2 separate regions of the Sus scrofa genome follow, and region 2 is linked to region 1. The links are chromatin contacts, called in public HiChIP or PLAC-seq maps. All regions are on one chromosome and are shown on one strand. The core of a region is the stretch at or near the end of the contact, and the rest is flanking DNA. Distances in the headings are between cores, read along the strand shown. Region 1 holds the start of ITPKB (inositol-trisphosphate 3-kinase B). Region 2 overlaps ITPKB (inositol-trisphosphate 3-kinase B).

Region 1 (4,253 bases), core at 1,342-3,841:
GCTGGGCGCCCCTCCTCCTCTCCCAGAGTCGGCCTCTGAAGTCTCCGTACACTGATCCCCCCAGGACTTTGTCCTCCGTTCCTCGCTTTGTGCCAGGACCCTTCCTGGGGGCTGACTGACGCTGCGGAAAGGGCACGGGGAGGGCGAACGAGCCCTGCCCAAACGCGGGCTGCGGGGCGCTTGAGTGGCGGAGCTCTGCGCCTGGATGTGCGCCTCGAACATGCCCACTTTCTGGTTCACCTGCACGTTTTGCAGCTCACGCTGCAGGATTCGCAGCTTCCTCTTGGCCTCCTCTGGCCCGGGAGGGGAGAGGGTACCACGGGTGGTCACCACCTGCTGCTCGTCCCCTCTCAGGCGACCCGCCCAACTCGGGCTGCCCACGCTGCTGCCGCTGCCGCTGCCACTGCCGCTGCCGCTGCCACTACCACTATTCAGCCTGCGCCGGCCACTCCGCCAGCCCGGGGGGCTCCCGGGCTCCTCCGGCGACAAGGACTCGGCTGGGGGGAACAAGAAAGAGGAGCCGCTCCCGGGGCTGAAAACGCTGCCTGGGCTCAACACGGCCCTTCCCGGCGGCGGCGGCGGCGGGGGCGTCTCGCTGCTGCTGGGCCGAGGGCCGCCGCCGCTCTTCACCTGGTTGGCGCTATTCATGATCACCAGGCTGTTGAGTGCATAGCAGTACATAGCCATAGTACTGGGTCCGCCGCGCTGCCCGCCGCCGCCGCTCCCGTTCCGGCTCCGCCGCCGGCGTCTCCTCCTCCCGCAGCTCTCGGCTCAGCCCTGGAGGCCCCGCGGCCGCGGCTCCGCGCGCAGATGGGGTGGCATGGCCCGGGCAGCGGGCGGGGGGCAAGACCGCAGGCTCAGCCCCCGCCCAGAGCTCCATAAACAACAGCGCCGCTGCGGAGACACAAGGAGAAAAGTCAGGACCCCAGAGGGCGGGTGGTGGGGAACGGCTTGGGAACTAGGACGGCCCCGGCCCGCGGAACCCCCATCTGTCCGGAAGCGGGTGCCACTGGACGTCTCACTTCTAGGGGCTATGCCGCCAGGCGAAGACACAACTCCGCGGCCTCCGGCGCTAGCGCGGTTGCGGGTGTGCGTTTCCCGAGTGCGTTCCCACCCCTCGCCCCAGGCTGTGATGCGCCTGGAGGTCTCTTCAGATTCCAAATTCTAAGATTCGTCTCCAGAGCCAAGAGCACCGGCGGAGGATGCCGTACAACTACTTAATTCCTACGCGGGCTGCGTGCGGAGCGCGGCTCTTGCGACCTCTCTGAGAGTGAGGACTCCCCCCTTCACCACCACTGGGTCTCCTCGGCTTTGCAAACCCTGGTTCAATCAGGTATAACAGGGCAGCCCCCGCCCCTGGGCTTCGGGATCTCCCCGCTCCACTCTCTCTGGCCAACAAGGACCGACTCAGAGGAAACCTGAGCGGGACCTGCCTTCCCCGGCCGCTGCCTGCGCCCGGGTCTTGGAGGGGAACCTCTGCGTGGCCTGCCGTTTACCTTCCTGACCCTGGCCTTGGGGCTGTTTCCCTAGGCCTACGACGGCCTGGGCGAGCGGTGGGGCAGCAGCCAAGGCCTTTTCCAGCACTGGCCTTGTCGCCAGTCCCCAAACAAGTGTGTTTTGTGTGTGGGCGCGCCTGCGCGCGCTCGGGGCCGAGACGCTGCGCGTCCCCTGTACCGGAACCAATACTCGCCGCCCCCTGCCGTCGCCCCCCATGGAGGGGCGTGTGTGTGTGTGTGTGTGTGTGTGTGTGAGTGAGTGTGTGAGTGTGTGCGCGCGCCTGTGCGCGCGCGCCGGTACCGGGAGTCCGCGCTCCGCACGCCCTGTGCGGGAGGACGCTACTGCCTCTGCGGGCACCGGGACCCGCGCCCCCTCCGAGGGACTCTGCGATGTGCGCGGCTGCAGCCTTCGGGGGCCCAGGCTCTGCAAACCTCCCGGGGCCCGGCTCTAAGCCCCTGGGCGGCGCAGCCGAGTACAAGGCTTCTCCGCATCCTGGGCAGCCTCGCCCGGCGGCCGGAGCCGGGGGACGCCTGCAGCGCGCCGGGGAGGCGGCGGGAAGTCAGTGGCCCGGAAGGCGAGCAGGAGAAACGCCGAAAACTTGTCTCTGGCTCCTGTGCTCACACCCCTACTCCACGCCACCGTCCCCAGTCAAAACCTCTTTGCCCGTCTCCCCGGCCCACTTCTCTGCGCTTTTTCAGAACCCGGAACCCTCAGATTCTCTCCCGAGCAGAGAGTGAGGGGAAACCGCGTTCGGAGGCGAGGGCCATTTAAAAAGCCGCCAAACTTACCTGCAATTTCTCAGATTCCCGGGTCCTGTGCAGACTACATGGCCCAGGGACGCAGACCGCGTAGGAAAAAGATGGCTTTAAAAGTTCAAAAAGCTCAGAAATGGTTTCCTGACTTCTTTTGGAAGACCAAAAAAATAGGAGTGGAAAAGAAGGCGGAAAGCTCCTCGGTAGGGGCCGGAGATCCGGGCGGTGGCGACGCCGGCCGGCCCTGCACGCCCTTCTGAGCCGCGGAGATACTACCCCTGTCAGTGTCTGCTCCAGGCCACTTCAGTGTTTGTTCAATGTGCGATTAAAAAAAAAAAAAAAAAAAAAAAGTTGGGGGGTGGGGGAGAGGAGGGAGGAGGGAGAAAGGCGGGGGCTTGGGGGAGGAAAGCAGGAAGGAAGTTGTGAGCCTGTCTGGGGTTGAACTCAGCGGAACAAGTTTTTCTTTTCTTTTTTTTTTTTTTTTTTTTTTCTATTGCTTGGCAAGACCGAGGGAGGGAAACACTTAAAAAAAAAAAAAGTTTCCATTGTTAGCTAACAAAAAAAGAAAACCTTTTAACTTCTGCGGGTTAAAGATACACGATCCATTTTCCACCCCTCCAGCGAGCCTCGCTGGTGGCTAGCTTTATGAAACTTTTTTTGAAACATGTTTTTAATAAAGTTTGAGTGTGCATTTTAAGCAAAGCAAATCATGGGGGCCTGTTTAGCATTTAAAACGAACTAAAGCCCTATATAAACTGTTTGTGTCCTTGTACACAAATATGCAAATTCGAATAAGGTACTTTGTGGGCACCTCCGTTGCAGTTGCACATTTTAAATGCATCACGGTCGTATTTTGGAAGGCAGGTTGGGCTGTGAGCTGTTGATAGTTTTGCAGTGCAATTGCTAGTTGAATAAACACGCCTTTGCATTGCACATGTTTTTTATTACTAAATGCACACAGCAAATGTGACATTGGCATGTTTTTGCACTTAATTCTCCAAGTTATTTTAAGAAAAATAATAGGCCTGGAACTAAGAAGGCTGGGGACCCTTTGCTCAGTCTCCTGCAGCTGGATCATTTTCAAGAGACTTTTTCCTCCATCATCAGCAAATACCTCTGGGCAAGGATCTTACCCCATTTAAGCTCTGATGCTGCAAGTGTGTTTTGCATAATTCCCTAAACCCTAAACTATAGCATTTAGTGGAAAGAGGGAAAATACAGCTGCCAGGCTCAAGAAATGTAAAACTCTAAAGCCCAGCATCAGTCCTTATGTTCCTATTAACCAGAGTTTAGTTGGAAATTTTGACTCTGCTCTTGCTTGTTTGTAACAATGCTGTTTAAGTGAGCAAAGCAACCTGCTGCTCCCTCAGGAAAAAACTCATTTAAATCTGAAACCAAGACATCTTCTAGCCAAGAATTCCCTGGAATCAGACACTGTTGAGTCCTGTCTGTTTTTATGTTTTTAACATGCTATGTTAAAAGGATTGGGTCTAATTCCTCTTCTCCCCCCCCCCCCATGGGGCTAAGTAAAAAGAGCCTAGAGTTTATTCAGATATTGCCTCAGGACCTGGGCAATTGCTATGGCAGAGAAGTCAGCCCTATCCTTGCCCCTAATTCAGTGCCCTAGTGGCAAGAAACAGGAGCTGCCAGTTCTCGAGAGACCCACTCCAGGGAGTTTATTTCTGACTATCACAGGAGATACAAACACCCACATCAGGTGTCATGGTAGAAACAACTGAAGGGCTGAGTGATACATACGGTGAACACAGAAACTTAGCTTCCCAGCCTCTGGGAAATCTCACTGTCACCTCATAGCTAGACTTCACAGGCCTTCCCTAGAATTGAGAAATTCAGGTTTCCCTGAATGTAGAGTCAGCCTGAAGAATTTTGCTCAGAACGTAGTCAGCAACTGGTCAGGTTGTGGCATGCAGAAGGGATTCCTGCCTGGGACTGGAGGTAGAGCTAGATAATTCTACCAGTCTAAAATTCTAACTGTGCTATCCA
Region 2 (3,877 bases), core at 676-3,175, 88 kb before region 1:
AGAAAAGCAGATGTGGTCCAGGCCCAGGAAAAAGGCTGCAGGGTGACCGCTGTGTGTCCCCCCCCCAACCCCCTGCCCTGGCCTGGCCCCCAGGAGCAGAGGGAAAGGGGAGGGCAGCAGGCGATTACAGAGAACTGGTTTTCTTATGAGGCCCAGGAGACTGCCGCACCCCTGCAGGAGCACCTCCTGCGGCAGAAGCCGCTTTCCAGGCGGTGGGTTCCAGCCTCTCTCCAAGCCCCTCGGCAGAGGAAGCCACAGTCCTCAGAAATGGATGCCAGGCCTCTCCCCCAACCTACGCCAGGCGACCGAGGCAAGAAAGGAGGGCAGCCTGATCACCCGGAAGATGGCTCACTCAGGGCTCCGGCCTCACCTCTTCTCTCCTGGGAGGTTCCCAATGACCTAGTCATGTCTCTGACAGCAGCCACAGCCCCGGATCTCTGGCTTCTCAAGCCCAGCTTTGTCAAACGCACAGGCACAGCCCTCAAGTGCCTTGAATGTGGCAGGGCCCGGCCACCCGGTCCCTCCCTCGGGCAGCGCGGGCTGCCTACTGACCTCACAGGCCCATTCTTTCATTGCCTCCCAATCAGCAGGGCATCTGTACACGCTTTGCTGACCCTTCCTGGAACGCCCCCAAGATGCCACCCCTGACGGCCTCCCCAGCACCGGCCTGGTGTCTGCATTCTCATCACTGCTGGGGTCTCACTGTGGGACAGGAGCTGGACCAGGTGCTCTACGGCCTCCTTCCTCATCTTCAAACAACCTGATAGGTAGGAGTATTCCCTCTGCAAGATGAAGACTCTCACATGTTGAGCTGCTTCCCCGAAGTTGTGTCATGCTCCTCCCCACCAGCAGGTGCCAGCGTCTAGGGGAACCTCAAACCCATTCACCAACTGCCATGCCTATCAACAAGCAGGGCCCCTTCCAGCCTGGAGCACGCTGGGCGGGGTGACAGGGACAGCAGATTGGGCAGGAAGGACAAGGATTTCTTCTAGGAATTACCATCGGGGCTCAGTGGTGATGAACTTAAGATCCATGAAGATGCGGGTTCGATCCCTGGCCTTACTCAGTGGGTTAAGGATGCAGTGTCGCTGGGGCTGTGGTATAGGTGGGCAGCTGCAGCTCCAATTTGACCCCTAGCCTGGGAACTTTCATCTGCCCTAAAAATACAAAAAAAAAAAAAAAAAAAAAAAAAAGATTTCTTCTAGGTAGTTCCCCTGCTAGGCTCACAGGCCACTCTGCTTGGGGGCGGGGGGTGGGTGTCTTCTGGCTGCTTCTTTAGCAGAGGGTTCCAGAGCATTCATGAGATGCTCCCGCAGCCAGCCACCCAAGCCCCAGGTATGTCTCATTCCAGGGCTGGGCAGGTGCCACTCGCAGCTTGGCTGGGGCCCCAAGGATCTCCCATGAGTCAGATCAGACCAGCTCAACGCTCCCAGACCATGGTTGGAATTCTGCACTTGGGATGTACTTGGGAGCCCTTCAGGGGAAAGGAACGCCCCTCCAGAGCTGATGACCTATGGAGCAGGGCAGGGACCCCAGGGTGGGCTGGAGACATCCAGCTTTCACCTTGATCCTGTGCTGGGGTAGGCTGACCACTGCCCAGAAGTGAGGTTTCTCCAGCAACGCCTCGGCTGACGGCTGATGACTGCCCTGCTGGCCTAAACACACACTAGTTCTGCTTGCGCTGTTTTCTACCTGAGAGCAGGGCCGGGCCTTCCGCTGGCGTTTGTTACAGCTCTGACCTTGCTCTGTAGAAGATGGGGGTCTTGTCATCCACACTGGCTGCGCAGGAAAAGGCTGGACCCTCATCCACTAGGAGAAGTTTAGAAGGATCAGAAAACAGCCAGAGCTGGCGGGTGGGGGTTGGCCCTTTAAGACTCAGCGTGGCTGGAGGTGCCTGGTGCCCTGAGGCTGGTCTGGGCAGGTACCTCCCTTTGTACCTGACTTGACAGGAGCAAAAATATTCAGAGAATGTGGAGAGAGATTTGTAGTAGGAGAAAACAAAACAAAACTAGCAGCAAATAAATCCCAACCCTCTTGAGGTGACAGAAAGCCCCAGGAAAGGGACTTTCAGAACCTGGCAAACACCAGCTGAGCCTCTCCAGCCACAGGCAGCCAGTCTCCCCGGCGGCTCAGACTTCACGGGCCGGTACAGCCTGCGGGGTGACCGGCGCCTTTGTGAGGCTCAGGCCCTCACACAACCCAGCTCCCTTTTTCCTCCCCTTCTCTGCCCAACTTTTGGCCTCACAGCAGAGGGGATCCTGCTCCCCAGAGGCCAGCAGCAACGTAGGGCGACCCTCCCCTCGGCAGGTGGCATCTTGGCAGCGTGGGGCAGCCCTGGCGAGGAGCGCAGCCGTTCACCCCCCTGGCCTGGGCTCCGAGTCACCCTTGGGAGCCCAGCGTGGAAACGATCCCTTGGCCAGCGGGGCTGCCGGGCCCGGGCTGGGCCCAAGAGAGGAAGTCTCCAATGTTCTGTGTTTATCTAAACCAGACTCCAAGCCTCCCTGTGATGCTAATGGCTCCTGGGTAAACGCCACCCTCCTGCTGGCTCAGCCAGTCATTGGTCTGACAGTATTCAGGCTGCAGGGAACACAGCCTTAGACAAATAAGGGGCTAAGTGGGATGATCTCAGAGCCAGGCCTTTGTCTCCCATCAAACAGGCAGAAAGGACTGGCGGAGATGATGACGAAGACGAGGAGGAGGAAGGTGGGGAAGCAGAGACCAGCGCCAAGGCTGGGGGATAAGAAGGCCTCTAGCCACTGCACTCACGGGTCGCTTTAACTACCGTCAGGATCGGCTGCATGATACACCGGGCTCAGTGCAAAATAAAAATGTGCACCTCTTGCTCCAAACTCGGTTAAGAGCACTGGGGTGAGGTCGCAAAGCGCGCACCCCTCGCTGACTAAGCGGTTCTCCCACCCAGGAAGCTGGCCTTGCCCCCTGGCGTAGAAAACAGCTCCACTGTTTGGTGGTGGCAGGTGACCCTGGGCCGGCAGGGCTCTGTGGGTCCTGACCTGCTCCCTCTCCGCTGATGACCACAGGCTTGAGGCCTCAGGGGCCTGGGGCTCTCCTTGGGGGGCTTTACAGCAACAGCAGCCCTAAAAGTACAGGAGGGGCTGTGACGGTCACCCTCAGGCAAAGGGCGGAGGGGCACCGCCAGCTTCCCCACAGGAGGGCCAGCTGCCCAGGGCCAGCACCTTCTCCTCCACTCAGCCCACCATGCCCTGTGGGGTCTGCTTCCTGTCTTCTTTATAGCCCCCACCTGCCCCTCCAAAACAATGTTGTGTTTCTCCATGTAATTTGGGGTGGGCGGAGGAAGAAAGGGTAGTGCTGGGGGAACAGCTGCTCCTTTGCTGGGGGACAGCCTCAGACCCTGTAGGATGGTCAGCAGGCCCCTTCCCCATCCACCCCGGGAGCATCTGCAATTCACCCGAAGGGCTTTGACATTTTGCTGGCAACCCTTAGCTCCATATTCCTCCCTGCCCACCCTCTGACACTGTAAGGGTGACACTTTCTGCCACCAGGGATCTTCACACAAGAACGGGTGCAGAGGCAAAGGACTCAGCTGGCCCCTCGGCATCTCAGATATCGCTGTCCCAAGAAAGCCCTCCTCGGCTGGAGCTGTGCCCCCTGAGCCTTGGGCATGCCTGCAAGCCAGCTCTCATCTGGGCAAGTATAACCCTTCTGAGAGCCAGGATCCCCAGCCCCTGGCCTCACCAGGCGCTCAGCAAACCCTTGCCGGGGGTCTCTGAGAAGCTGCCACAGTCAGCTGGGCCTTCAGGCTGAGCCAAGCCCCACACAGCAGGAGGTGGGAGACCACATCCAATGTCGCCCATCAGGCACCTAGGCAGAGCCTCCGGCAGCAAGCTGAAGTTTCCAG

Evidence for each region. HiChIP or PLAC-seq counts read pairs in DNA pulled down with a chosen protein or histone mark.
Region 2: a contact with region 1 is called in an H3K27ac HiChIP or PLAC-seq map of skeletal muscle, with 1.9 times the contacts expected there. The contact joins the enhancer-like site here to the promoter of ITPKB in region 1. A contact is called at or near these places in 1 of 5 promoter capture datasets (liver), 11 of 47 Hi-C or Micro-C datasets (embryonic fibroblasts, fetal skeletal muscle, heart right ventricle and 5 more) and 2 of 2 datasets of contacts at active chromatin or transcription factors (alveolar macrophages and skeletal muscle).

Annotation. Positions count from the first base shown.
Region 1 is chr10:14,466,995-14,471,247 of Sscrofa11.1, forward strand. It overlaps ITPKB (inositol-trisphosphate 3-kinase B), which reads right to left and starts at 2,592. Exons shown (of 10, transcript XM_021064414.1): 1 at 2,286-2,592; 2 at 1-894. The coding sequence starts at 687.
Region 2 is chr10:14,379,241-14,383,117 of Sscrofa11.1, forward strand. All of the region lies in intron 3 of ITPKB (inositol-trisphosphate 3-kinase B), which reads right to left. Among named protein-coding and RNA genes, the nearest start is that of STUM, 86 kb to the left of the region's middle. Within about 2 kb of position 1,926, at least 38 of the 83 cell types and tissues checked have an H3K27ac peak or open chromatin away from gene starts, as enhancers often do. A contact at or near this core is called in alveolar macrophages, mesenteric adipose tissue, retroperitoneal adipose tissue and 1 more, where this site is marked.